Linked DNA regions of Danio rerio: region 2 is linked to region 1. A link is a contact called in public Hi-C data. All regions are on one chromosome and are shown on one strand. The core of a region is the stretch at or near the end of the contact, and the rest is flanking DNA. Distances in the headings are between cores, read along the strand shown. Region 1 holds the start of gtf2b (general transcription factor IIB). Region 2 holds the start of bokb (BCL2 family apoptosis regulator BOK b).

What was found. Hi-C and Micro-C count contacts between places; a contact is called where the count stands out from the background.
Region 2: a Hi-C map of an unstated tissue shows a contact between it and region 1, with 2.2 times the contacts expected there. The contact joins the promoter of bokb here to the promoter of gtf2b in region 1. A contact is called at or near these places in 2 of 18 Hi-C or Micro-C datasets (hematopoietic stem cells and an unstated tissue) and 1 of 4 datasets of contacts at active chromatin or transcription factors (embryo).

What each region holds. Positions count from the first base shown.
Region 1 is chr2:25,744,765-25,752,191 of GRCz12tu, reverse strand. It overlaps gtf2b (general transcription factor IIB), which reads left to right and starts at 3,851. Exons shown (of 7, transcript NM_199697.1): 1 at 3,851-3,906; 2 at 6,727-6,833; 3 at 6,931-7,064. The coding sequence starts at 3,890. lrrc8da (leucine rich repeat containing 8 VRAC subunit Da) reads right to left here and starts at 1,023. Exons shown (of 3, transcript XM_073925294.1): 1 at 990-1,023; 2 at 759-850.
Region 2 is chr2:25,965,124-25,972,550 of GRCz12tu, reverse strand. It overlaps bokb (BCL2 family apoptosis regulator BOK b), which reads right to left and starts at 4,295. Exons shown (of 4, transcript NM_201185.2): 1 at 3,713-4,295; 2 at 1,934-2,062. The coding sequence starts at 3,935.

The sequences.
Region 1 (7,427 bases), core at 2,602-5,101:
TAATTCTGTTAAGAAATTTGTATTGGAACACAAAAATACAGCTTTTTTGTTGCTGTTGTTTCGTATTATTTGCAAGGCATAAAACATTTGCTTTGGTTTTACAATGCTTTGGTTTAAAACCTGAGTTTTTTTTTTTTTTGACAAATCAAGTTAAGACTTGCAGAAAACATTAAAACATTTTGTAAGTGAGGGACCATGTTTAAAATAACATACACTGAAAATATTGTTTAATGTTGGTAAATTGTATAAGAAACAAAAAAACCTGACACATCTCATGGTCAAGTTGATCAATATCCTAAAAAACTGATGGTCCTGTTTTTGATATTACTATTAACTATATTATTGTTTGTTGATGGAGATTTTTTTTATTAATAAACATGATATTAGCATGCAGAACTTTCAAAAGAATGTAGTCTTGAAAACTTAATAAATAATAGCTTTAACTTATAGAAAAAAAAAGAGTAATGCACCAATTTAGTGGATGACCCAGTAAATTCGAAACGTGTCCAGGTTGTTCTGAAATGGCTATTATTAGGCTAATGAAACATTGCCTCAAATAGAAATATTCTCACATGTATAATAAAGTTAGGCTACATGATGGATCTGCTTTAGAGAGAAAAAAATACACAGTCTAAACGCGAAACTGCACTATAATAACCTGGCTGAAACCCATGGGGATAATATACCAATTATATTCTAGGAAGTATGAATAAAAGAGTCATGAAGACCCAGATAAAACCATAAAACGGTCAACTTACTGTCTGCCTACTGTCTCCGTCAGTGAAAGTCCTCGCTGTCGTTCTTCGTAGACACTAGATTTGTCAAAAGTTGTCGTTGAGCAGGAAACGGGCTGCAAAAGACAAAAACATAATCGCTACCAAACAATTCCCTTTCAGAACAATATTGTAATGTCCGTCAAGCGCTGTTCACGCTGTCCAGAGAAGTCTGAACTCGGCGGTAGCATTGAAATATGCGACTCTTTGTCCGACCTGCTCCGACTTGTAGTTCAGCAGTCAAAATGACGGAGCTGTTCCGCTCGTCAACTGCGTCTTTCATTGGACGGTGACAGCGCTGCGTTTATGAAGCCACTGGATAATAAAGGTGAGGGATCAAACCTCTTGAAGACGTTCCCTGTGCGCGAGGTAGTGCCTCAGATAAAGGTGCTTTTATATTATAGGTGGAGTTTGTGAAGTATTGTACAGTTTGGACAGTCAGCAGTCATTACCGTGTAATAATTAAGACTAACCCATTGCACTCTTTCTTCGGTTTTTTCTTGTTTTTTGAGGAAACTAGGACCCAGATGCGTAGGTAGAAAGTGCAGCATTGTTTGGCTGGCACAGTGCAGGAAATGTCTTGGTGACTAAACCAACCCAGCCTAAATGTGCGTTTTTTTCCCTCCAAGTTTCAGCTAGTTTTGTAAGAGGAACTTTATATTTCCTGCTGAATCATGGTCACGTTGATTTTGTCTTTCTTTCTTCTTTCTTTATTTTTTTCAGTGGAATTACCACAGGAATTATAATTTATTTTAGTAATATTTTAATTCCATATTTTATATAGTAATCATGATCATATTTATAAAGCCATTATAGTTAGGAGAAAAAAATGAAAATCTGTCATAATTTCACCTTCCACCTTGTTTAAACAAAATAAGATATTTTGAAGATTGCTGAAAACCACTGACTTAGTAATGTTTTCCCCTCATCATTCTTCACAGCTTATTTTCAGAGTTGAAATCACAAACTTTCATTTTTGGGTGAATTCATTTACTAATTAATTAGCATGGACTCAAAAACCCGTACTTTAGCCAAAGACTATGTAATACAGGGAATTTGCTTTAACCTCACTTAAGCTAGTGTCATTTTAAATGTATTGCAGTAGAGATTTATTTGGTCTCATTTTTAGATCAAGTCTAAAGTGCTGAAGTGGAAAATGTTATAAACCTAATAAAACAAGTTCTACAGATCTATATTAAAGTATTGTTTTTTAAAAGCTAAAACAATGTAACAATTTTTCCAAAAAAAATCAAATAAAAATTTCTGTTTAAAATAAAAAATTATTATCTGTCAAAAATAATCTAAGATCAGCATTAATTATTTTTTATATCATAATTAATCGCGTGGGTTTCCCCCGGGTGCTCTGGCATCCGCTGCATAAAACATATGCTGGATAAGTTGGCGCTTCATTCCGCTGTGGCGACCCCAGATTAATAAAGGGACTAAGCTGAAAATAAAATTAATAAAATAATTAATCATGATTTTAGTTATATAGTTATAATCATGCACACTATAATTTATGTGAAGACGTTCTCCCCACAGAAGGCCACACGTCAACACAAAATGACCTACATTTTTTACAGTTCTATTTTTTCTTTTACATTTGCAGTTGGCATTAAAATATACAAGATATATCATCGCTTGTTTACCATTTCATGTACTCGTTTAGTACTCAAGTATTTTTAGAAAGAAACAGATCATAACTTTAGAGACATATGAATGTTCTCGCAGCATGATTATAGAAGAGCCCAACCCTTGAGGTTTAAGAGTACACCAGCTGAACTCTTAATGACTATGTATGACACATTTGCGTTATAAGGCACAAGTGAATAATGAATTTAAGGATGGTATATCATTTTTCAATAGAGCATAATTGATGTGGAATATTAAAAGCCTAAGCTGTAAAACATGACAGATAGTTTTAAAATGAGGCATGCAATTCACATTTATTTTCCATTATTAGTCAAATTAAAGCCACGTGTAGTTTAGCACATGTGTGAGTCAGTCCAGACATGAAATGTATTGTTCTATACATCTTAAAACTGATTTTTTTTTAAATAATTAGATGGTTAGATCTATATTGTACTTTTGTACAATGATTTTTTTTATATTTTAATGACATCTGAACATTAAAAATGTTTTGAGCCTCTATTTAACCTACTTGTCAGTTTAATACTTAATGATATTTTTCAAATAAATTTTAGATTAACTTTAAACTATAGCTATTTATACTATAGCTATAATACTGACATGTTTTCCAAAAAAAAAAAAAAAAAAAACAATTTTTAAAAGAACAATAATGGTAGAATTTTACTGCTGAAAAAAGAAGGCATATGTTGGTAAGGTATGTTTTGATGCTGGTTTGCTGTTCTTGCACTGAAACCAGCAAGACCAGCATCGAGACCAGCAAAACCAGCACTGAAACCAGCATACCAGCATCAAACACCATCATATGCTGTTTTCTTTCGACAGGGTTTACAGTTTGCTTCAACTTACAATGTTAAGGAAACAATATGTGGAACAAATTAAAAGACCACTTGTTTTGCTGAACTTATTATGTGTGAGTTTTAGAAAAATGCTGTTATCACATTACTCTAAAAAGGTCTGATAACATTCTTTCCCAATTAAAAAAAAAACATCTGTCATTAAGAGCTCTATTTATCATGAATCATTTTCAGAATAACAATTGTTTGTTACATTGGTACTGCCTTGTTGCTGTGATGTCTAAAATGAATATGAATATGTCACCTTTTAGCTAGCCTACTTTTTCTTAAAATTTGGACGAAATGCCAACCATCACAGAATAAAACAGAAATTATGTTTTAGCCAAACATTATGCATCGTGAATCCAAGGAGATATTTTTTATAGAAACATATAACGTACATGTTTTAATTCAAAACGCAGACAAACTTAATGAAAATACGACATGTATCTAAAAAAACTACAAATGGGGGAACATGAATAAGTTTTGTCGAATCAAAAATGTGAAAAATTGAACCTTGTTGCACCCCGTTCTTTCTTTGTACACGTGACCTACAAAACCTATAAATAGAGGTAGCGGGCGTCCATTGTGTTCACCAGAGAGTCACTGCCGTGGACAACAGACAGAAACAGTATGGCGTCAACGAGCCGGTTGGTTTCATTTCTGATGGTTTTCTATCGCTTCTCTGTCTGTCTGATATCGGTCTGTAAACGCACGTTATAGATGAGCTTTGATTCTATCCGCTGTGCTCTCTGGGCTTTTATTAGCTGTTTGTTGTCGCTGTGACGCGTATGAAAGCCTCAGGAAAACACGAACGCTGTCATTTTCTGCTAGCGCACGTTGTTTGTGTTTTCGTATCATGTGAAACGAGACAAAGCGACAGCTGCTGGAGCTGTAAATAACGTTAAAAGACGAGTCGTCAGGGTTGTTGTCTCAGGTCTTTGTGGAGGCTTGAAATGCTTGTCAAATGTGAACCGAGCAACAGTCATCAGAGAGCTAACAGCGCTAACTGCTCCACATCAACAACTCAGGAAGTCTTGCCTGGTGTAGTGACAAATTATTGTTCTTATTTAATAATTTATGCCAATAATAAACAATCATTTATTCTAGTTAATGCCTTCGTTTTTTAGGCTTTTTCACTACTGTAGATGTTGTATTTGAACAGAAACGGGAAGTTTTTATGGGTCAGTTTCAATGTTTTCTTTTGTATAAAATAATCAAATAAAAATAATAATTTGCTTTTGAATAAGGTGTTTTGTGGTGTAGAGTTACTTTACAAATACCTTCATCAATTAACATTAGCTTATGGATTATCTAAGATCACAATGAGCCTAATGAACTTAATTCTTTTTGGTGTTAATATTTATTGTCTTTATCATAATAGTTGAACATACAATTGTTTGTGGTTCATAGCAGTTCTCTGAAAATTAGGCTAATGCCTTATTAAAGTTAAGAATAGTATTTGTTGATGTTAAAATCGTTGGTAATTAAGACTGAGAGTTTAGAATTATTTTTCATGTCATGTAACTTAGTTAGCTATAGGATTGAGGTATAATTGGTTTTATACTCGCACATAGGCATGGGCCAATATAAGTTTCTGATGGTATATGATAACCTTGGATAAAATTACCACAGTTTTATTGGATCACAGTATTGTGATTACTGCTCTAAAATAAGGTCTTTTTAAATGTTTGGGTAAAAAAGAAAAAAAAAAATTTTTAAAGGCTTGTACTATATTTTGGAACAGTAAACATGTAAGGCTAAACAGTTAAATCATTGATTTCTGCTGTCTTCATTAGTTTCAAAAACAGATTTATAAAAAAAAAATGCAGTTGGAGTCGAAAAACCTTACATATACCATAGCAATGGTATAACAGAACATTTTAGCAGTATTAAAACCTTGACTTTTCCTAACTGCTGTAAACCTTGAAACCGGTTATCTTCTCATGCCTATTCACACATTTGTTTATATTTGAACAGTGACCACTTGTTCTGTTGTTTACCACTCTACTTTGATTATACAGACTGAAACTGCTTGTAAATATGAATTCAGTACAACATTAACCCTATTTACTTGATTGTGAACAATGTTGTGCGTTCATAGTCATTGGCTGCTAATATGATTTCACTATTTCAATCATGTTGATGATACTTCATTGAGATTATATAATTAAAGAGAAAGTCAGAGTGTGCAAACTAAATATAAAACTAACTGTACTTAAATAGCATGGTCATGATTATTCATTAGTTGCATTTTTTACGGTTATACACTGTAATCAATCTATCTAAGAGAACTGCAGTTGGATGTTCAGTGACATTTTGGCTTTCAAATATAGAAGATAAAAGCTTGTAAGCGAATATTAGTCATTTTGCTTCAGTTTTATTGTTGTTGAAAAATATTTCAATTACAACAAAGAGAGAAGTATTTTAGCCTATTGATTTTTATTTTATAGTTTTATGGAAAAGCACATGCGCCTAAGAAAATCAGTATAGTGCAGTAGTAAAATAATGAAAGTTAAAAAAATATCTTTCATTATATTTTAGATGCAGCATAAATGAGCAAAATGGTGAATTAAATCATTCATGTACACTTAATAACTGATTGAAATGTTAATTGGAAAACTCCAGAATAGTTACTGGGGTTATTACTAGACTTTTAAACTGTTATAACTTAAAAAAATAATTAAAATTGAAAACAATGCCAGTGAAGTAGGGGTTACACAATATATAATTTCAGCATCGATATCGCAATATGATCATTCGCAATAGTCACATCGCGAGCATACACAATGTTGAGTCTGGATTATAATTCATAATTTTGATGTGTTGTTGATGCCTGTGATTGTATTATGACCTTTAAAGCATTCAGGCACAATAAATTGTACCATTTGTAACTTTAACAATGATTAATTTTATTAAATTATTTTTATCTTTCAGTTACTTTACTTGAATACTGTTAGACTCTGAAAATGATGAAACACTTTTTCCTGATTATATTTAGAGATTGTTATGCATGAAATAAATACAGAAATGCAATAGCACAGCCCACATCGAACATGTGTCGGGGGACCCTAAAAAGTTTATAAATTGTTTATTAGATTTTATAGAGATGCACTCCCACTGCAGAATCATCCCAATCGATTTAACATTATACTTTCTTTCCAAATAGAGATTTTTAAGTTATCTGGTGAAATTGTATTCATATCACAAAATAAAAAAAATATATATTGCATTGCTAGATGTTTTGAATATTGTGCAGTCCTACAATGAAGTGACATTAGATGGTTCTTCTCCTGATATTCCTTCCCAGCTATTTTCACTAGATTTTATTTCTATAAAAATGATCATCTGAGCATGCCTAAAATGTTTTTCTGTATCTAAATCTACTGGCAAGCAATTTATATCAAATGTCAATACTCTTTAAAAGTGTTTTTTTCTGACCTCTGAGATCTGAATTTTGTATTTCTCAGTGGAGACTCTCTTCCCAAAGTGCAATGCCCGAATCACCCCGATGCCCTGCTGGTGGAGGACTACAGGGCAGGAGACATGATCTGTCCTGAATGTGGCCTTGTAGTAGGTATGAGTTTCAACCTGCTTCTGAATTATACAGCTGGATGTTTTCATCACTAATGTAAACAGTAAGACAATGAACGCGCCTTCGCTTTCTATGGCAGGAGACCGTGTAATTGATGTGGGGTCAGAGTGGAGAACGTTCTCCAATGAGAAGGCAACCAAAGATCCGTCTCGTGTTGGCGATGCTCAAAACCCTCTTCTCAATGGAGGAGACCTCACTACCATGATCAGCAAGGTAGGGATTTATCCACTAATGATTATTAAAAAAAGTATCTGTATTTTTTTCTTTTATTGTCTTGACTGTCTGGAAAGAAATCTTGATATAAGCAATGATTAAAGTGTTATAGTTTAAAAAATAATTGATTATAATAAGTATTTATTAATGTCCTGGGCCTGACCAGGGTAGCAGTCCAGACAATGTGCAACTCGGTGCATGAAAACAAAAATAGTCGTCATATCCATTAGGCTATAATATGCAAGATTTGGGGGTAATGTTAAAAAACTGCTTTCCCATTGTTTTAGGTGAAAACTTAAATCAATCCATAAATTAGAAATGATTATGGTTTATCCTGGTTTAAAGACCTTTTTCTTCGTTGCT
Region 2 (7,427 bases), core at 3,046-5,545, 220 kb before region 1:
CTTCTGCACTGTTGCCTCACAGCAAGAAGGTCACTGGTTTGAATCCTGGTGGGGTCAGTTGGCATTTCTGTGTGGAGTTTGTATGTTCTCCCTGTGTTTGTGAGGATTTTCTCTGATTCCCCCACAGTCTATGACATGTGTTATAGGTAAATTGAATAAGCTAAAATTGCAGTAGTATATGAGTGTATAAGTTGGTGGTTCATTCCGTTGTGGCAACCCCTGATGACTAAAGGGAATAAGCTGAAAGAAAATGAATGAATAAAGTTAAGTGAAGAGAAGTTAAATGTGGAAGGAAAAAATAAAAATCAATGCATTACGATTCTTTCTCTAATGATTCTGAATCGATTCTTAAAAGTTCAGAATTGATTCTGTATTAAAATTAAGATTGCGTTCTAAACAAAAAACGATACTGATAGATACACACATGCATGATAAAGAATTTGAACAGACTGATAATAACAGGCAAAGCTCTGCGCTTCTGATCCTACCTTGTCAGACTGTCCTACTTCCCATTCAAAAAGTATGTAGCACAATTTGAAGACGCAATATTCCACCCATCAGATTTTGCTACCAGTGTAAATTTTAATGTGGAGTAGTATGAGATGAAGCTGTAATAATGCCCTGACCAACCTAATCCTAAACCCCAACCTCAGAACCATTCAAATACAGTGTTAGTAGCATAATCTGATGGGTAGGATAAAATGTCAGGACACCAGCTTCAGTACACTATCCAAATTCCTTACACACACAAAAGCGAAAACTTGGGTCATTATATAGACACTGTGAAGAGCTGTGCTACTCGTCCAGTGTGTCAGTGGTTTTATAAAATCACTAAAAGGTCAGAAAGGATAGTATGACCATTATGGCACACTCCATTACGAGTGAAGGCTTGTGGTCGGTAAATGGGTTGTAAATGAAAGTGATCTAGGCCTACTGCACTGTGCTGCAAATAATAAAGCATTCCTGTGTTTTAAAACTTGCTTCATGCTTTAAGCTGAATATTAGTAACCTGCAAAATAACTAGTAAAATATGATTTACTCATCATGACCAAGACCAAAGAAACTAGTTAGTAGAAATTAGTTTTTAATTATTAAATTATTAAATGTATTGTGTTGAAAAAAATATTCTCTGATAAACAGCATATGGGAAATATTTTTAAAATAATTATAATTTCACAAGACAGCTACTCATTTTGACTTTAGCTGTACATTTCTTTCCTTAAAATAAATTCCTTAAAGTAAATTTTAAGGAAACAAATTTTTAAAAATTTTTAAAAATCGTATATTTTTTAAGAAAATAAATGTGGTTTTATGAAATAAGTTTACTGTTCATAATTACTCTTTGTAATCTTTCTTTTTATTACATTTAAAGCCGGTTCAAGCAGAACAATTCTTTAATAAAATGTTTTTAAGATGAAAGTTCTGTCATACATGGAATCCAATCATTAAAGACAAGCAAGTAAACTCTAATTCTGGTTGAAATGTAATGTTGTAAAAATGTAAATGTACAGCAGAAGTTTTGAAGTTAAGGATTGTTTTGGAATCAGATCATAAAGTCCCATAACATCCCCACTTCAACCAAGCATTTAAAAAGCCGTAATCTATGGCAACACCACTAAATTTATCCTCACTATACTTCGTGAGAAAAGCATTTTTGCAGTTTGAATCAGTAAATAAAGTACTTAGACATTGCTTAAACTTAAAAAAAAAATGAGATGGGACTGAAAGTAAAGTTACTATGGTGACAGTATAATTTACCTCCCTTTTAGAGACAGGCTTGACTGACAGCTCTTTCTCATGTTTGACATACCTACCATTCTGAAACAAAAAAACTCAAGATTTTCCCTCATTTCAAGATTAACATATTGAAGAGTTTTCACTTAACTTCCTTTCTGAAACAGGCCTCTGTTATATTGTTATCCCACTCACTTACCCATGGCTATGACTTCTGTTGCTACCGAGAGAAATGCATCTGAAACCACAGCTTCCACCGATACGCTGATATTCAGCTGCTTTGCAATATTACGATACACATATGGACGCATGCACTCCAGTTCATCACCTGTAAAACAAAAGCAAAACCAGTAACATTATTTCAATTCTGTACCTATACCCTCTTTATCCTCCAAAACATGTACTGTACATCATAAAACCTGTCTCTCAAGAACTCCAAATGCAAAACCACAAACGTTGTATACACATTTCCAGTTTACACTTGACATATTTCTTCATATTTGTTTGTACAAATTATTTTTGGATTTAGATCTACAACATGTTTGGTTTTATACTGGAAAATAATGATGATATTTCAAATAAAAATGTCATTTAGAACTTTTTTGGCAGAATACAACAAAACAGGTGCTGTTTTTGTCAGACATGTTTACATTCATTTGCAACTAGGCATGGACCGGTATAAGATTCTGACAGCATGATAACCTTGGATATAAATCTCACAGTTTCACGGTATTGTAATTACAGCTTTAAAATATGTTCTGTTTAAATGTCTGGGTAAAAAACTAAAACATTTTCCTCATTGAACATTGAGTATATTTTATTTTGAGATACATTTAAAATACTTTGGACCAGTGGCTTTTGATGTAGAGTTTCATTTCCTGCTGGAGAAACTGCTGCCCTAAAAAACTAAATAGAATAGTTGTGAAAAACGTAAAAAAAAACAACAACTTGCATATACCTTAGGAACAGTATAACAGAAAACTTTGGCGGTTTTAAAACCTTGACTTTTGTAAACCTTGAAAGTGGTTATGGTCCCATTTGCAACAAATTAAAACATTTATCTAAATGACAATATATATTTATTTAAAACTTGGAAGTAATGTTACGAAATAAAGCAAATGTTAACATTTTTCTTAAACCCATACTAATTAATACAACCTTGACATGCATTGATATCCTATAACATATAGAATGCATATATACACCTTTTATTGTATTCAGCACTATGTTGTCTTACTCCATTTTTGCACTGACCATTGAACATATTACCTTTCTAGAGAGCGTCTATTGATCTTTATATATTCTTTTATCTGTTTGTGGTGGTGTGTTAGTATGCGATACATCGTAAACTGTTAAACATCCATTTGTTGTTAAGTTACAATAAAAATATAATCTTAATTTTAAATATGCTCCGATACTGAGAGGGGTGTGTTCACCAGAAACTCGCAGTATTCAGAATAGTGGTCATTCAAGCAAAATGTTTATTTTTTGGTTGTCCTCAAAGGTCCAGAATCATGACATCAGAAACAAAATAAATACTTCTCCAAATACAACAACTTACAAAAATTGGAAGAAAGTTGCGTGATCTGAAGGCTGACCTAGAAGATAAATAGCTTACTGTACTATTACATTACCATACACACCTGTTAAGAGTTTCAAGTGATAGCCTTACCAAAAATTAAATAAATAAATAAATAAATAAATAAAGCATACTAACTATTTACTCACCCTCAAGTGATTCCAAACTTTTATGAGTTTTCATTTTTGTTAAAACAAAGCAAGATATTCTGAAAAATGTTAGAAACTTGATTTAGGAAAAACAAACATGGAAGGCCAACATTTTTCGAAATATCGTCTTTTCTGTTCAACAGAAGAAATTAACTCAAACAGTTTTGAAGCAGGTAAAGAGAGAGTGATGACTGAATATTATTTTTTGGGTGATCTCCTTTCAGTTCCCACTCACTCCTGCTTCTCTTACCCAGTTTAAGCAGCACCACAGACACGTCTACAAGAACTCCGCGCGGTTCTGGCAGGTCCAGCTCGACTTTTGACCAACTCAGTCCTTCTCTCGTGATCCTGGAGTGAATGAAGTCTCTACACAGCTCCTTGGACTGAAAGACGAGCTCTTTCTCCGTGTGAGTGCGATCAAACACATCCATCATCTCGGCGGCGAGCACGGAGGAGCGCGCGAACACGTTCATGTCCCGCATGTTTGTCTGACACGAGGACAAACCACCGCAACTTCACTGGATAAAGTAATGTAGCCTACATAAACAACCCACCGACTCCGCTAATAACAAGAAGCCCATGTCCACGGCGAAAGTTCAGATAACTTCAATATGAAACAGGTTTCCCGAAGTCAAATAGCCAATCAGGTGAAACAAAAAGACGACTGGTCAGCCCACATTAAACTCCCTCCTGAGCGATTGGTTTTAGGCTAATCGATCGATCAATCAACTTCCGCTGATCACTTTCATCATTCCTCTTTCATCTCTTGGGAGAACAAAAACTTTCTGTCATATTTTGGATCTGTCCTGAAGTGGCTCTTCATTTGTGCCCTCAGTCGCACACTTGGCAGCATTTTCTCCCTCTCTCTCTACCTGGAACGCTTAGGTAACCACTAATCAAGCAAGTGAACGGCTTAGTCCAAATATAAAACAGTCAATGGCATCCTGACAGTCAGTGCTCACAATGCTTTTAGTTCATGAACTATACCAAATCAAATGTACAATAATAAACTCTTCAAATCGTTTTCATGCAACAGACCAACATGCAATATGAAATCGAAGTAAATTTATAGAGGATACCTTTTAAAGGAACACAGCAAGTGTTTACCAAAGTTACTTTAGGCCTACAGATATTAGTAAATATGAATTTTACTTTATAAAATAGGATAACCCCTTGAGATGAACCATCGCCTTTTCGAGGGGGTCTTTATCAAGGAGTTCCCCTAAATAAAAATAATTGTAAAAATCATAAAATCTTTAAAAAGTTAAATATTTTTAAATATCACAATAAAATATAGAATAACAGCTTGCACACTGTGCTTAACGTAGAGGTATGTTTTTTTTAAGACAGACTTTAACTTGACATTTTAACTTGTACTTAAGCTACACATAAAATTTAAAAGGTTTATTGATTTATTAGAAGCACACTCTGAATAAAAATAGGATTTTTTTTTCTCAGAACAGACAGGTGTTGAGCCCATTCACATTAAGTGCCTATTTCATGAAGACCAATGATTCTTCCCTTTAGGGATCAGCGGGAAGTTCATTCATGCTTTGCTCTAGTGGTTGACCGAGTAAGTTATTATCTGTCTATGTTTAGCAGGCTAATCCTCTCCAAACCAATGCATTGGTTTAAAGTCCTGTCTGACTCCTTAATAGACCTCCATTAGGCTTGGTATGTGCATGCATCAGTATAGACTAGCCGTAGTGGTAATCCTAGAATTTTTAAAAGGTATGATAATTCACTTCTTGGGACACTCTCTTTAACTTGAATAATCATCATGCTTGAGTACAGCTTTGACCTTTAATGAATGATATGTGACCTTGGATCACAAACCCATCGTAAGTTTAATTTAAAAAAGTGTATACATCACTTGCTGAGGCATTTCTCTGTGGAGTTTGCATGTTCTCCCAGTGTTTGCATGGGTTTCCTCTGAGTGCTCCGGTTTCCCCCACAGTCCAAAGACATGTGGTATTGAATAAGCTAAATTGGCTGTAGTGTATGTTTGAATGTAAGAGTGTATAGGTGTTCCCCAGTGTTAGGTTGCGGCAGGAAGGGCATCTTCTGCGTAAAACGGGCTTGATCAGTTGGCGGTTCATTCTGCTGTGACCCCTAATTAATAAAGAGACTAAGCCGAAAAGAAAATATATAATTGAACATCACTTGCTAAATAAACAAGCTTTTCGTTGATGTAGTTTGTAATTATAGGAGATATTAGGTTGAGATTACCTTTAAAGTCTGCATGAAATCAAAATTTACAATGTTTATTTTGCTAGCTCACATTGTTACTCTTAAAATGGATAATGCAAGTTAATCCAATGAAAAAATGTAAATCTACATTTAAAGTCTGACCATTTGCTTCTGCGCTTGGTGTGCCAGGGGTTCTTCTGTTGACGTTAAGCCGAGGGCTTCCATAGCAACTGTATGTCATATCTTTAACCACACCCCTTTTACCGTTACTATTACACAATGATGCAAAAAAGAAATCCCCGCCCCTACTCAATATTCCATTTCAGTTGGAAGTACATCAACACAGAGATAAAAGTCACAGACTTCAAAGTTGTCTGAATGAAACACTTAGCAATGCATATTACTAATCAAAATTATGTTTTGTTATACAAAATTCACAAAAGTATCTTCATGGAACATGATTTTTACTTTTAAAGTTTTAAATACTTTTAAGATTTTTAAATATTTTTAAGATTTTTGCCATAAAAAGAAATCTGTATACTTTATCTGGGGTGTTTTGCTCATGCATCAAGTGCCAACTGTGGCTTACAGGTGTATAGTAAGCAGGAAATGCTGAAGACTGGGCCCAGAGGCCTAAATCGGTCTCCTCTTCCCTCCCAAAACTCAATCTTGACTAAAGAATCTCATTGAATATTGTCACAAATAGAGCCCCAGATTTTTACAGTAGCTTTGCCCCTGCTTAGTAAAGAGTATTTGTAATGTATCGGTTCATGTAGTCGGATTATTCTGTTAAGCCTAATGAATCTATTTAGTGTAGATTTCAGTGGACAGAAAAGTCACCATGAGAACAGTATTGACAGATCTTATTTTTTTACAATACTCCATTGGTTAGTATGAATTATTTATGTGCTTTTGTAATGTTCATTCAAAAAAATTTCCAGAAAAAAAGTCCAGTACACTGACAGTTGTAGAGGTGTGGTTTAGTATGTTAACAACACCCAATGGACCCTTTTCACAAGACTGTTAAGATGTTTTATAGTCATCATAATCTTAAATACTTGAATGTTTTAATGTTTTAAAACCTTTGTGAATTTTGATTTATTTATATACATATTATATCAACTTTGCATCAAAACACTAAAACTAATTACCACTTGCAAGGTTTTTCCAATTCAGTGTCTATGGTACAATACAAAACATTTGATGTTGTTCTCTCTTCTGGCTGCCGTTATCAGTCTCATATTTTTTTCCTTTTTCTGCAAGTTTTGATAACACCCTCGTTGAGTTTTTATTTGATTATTTCAGCAAATAGGATTGTAAAATGTATTTGTTGTACTCTCCCATTGACTGCACTCTATGTTTACCCAACTATGACAACTTCCGCTACTGAGAAACCCAGAAATGTGAAAAGGGTCCATACGTCAGCTCAGACAGACCTAATCCCCTTGTTAAGTGTGACATCATGCGAAGCGGTTTCCGGGTCCAGGTGCTATATCAAACTGTGTGGGGAGACTCATCAAATGGTAATAATAAACATTTACAAAACGATGTAATACTTGTGAAAATCACGATCACAATAAATATTTCCATGTCTAATATAAGATGGCCAGAAAGTGATACATTTTTAAAATATGTTAAAATTTTGTTATTGGTGAAGCAACAAGTCCAAAGCATGTTGTGTACTATGATTTTATATAAAATTCAGTTTAAAGTGTGATTTATTACTAAAAGTGGCCATAAACTAATATTTTCATAAACGAGTAGTGGCTTGGACC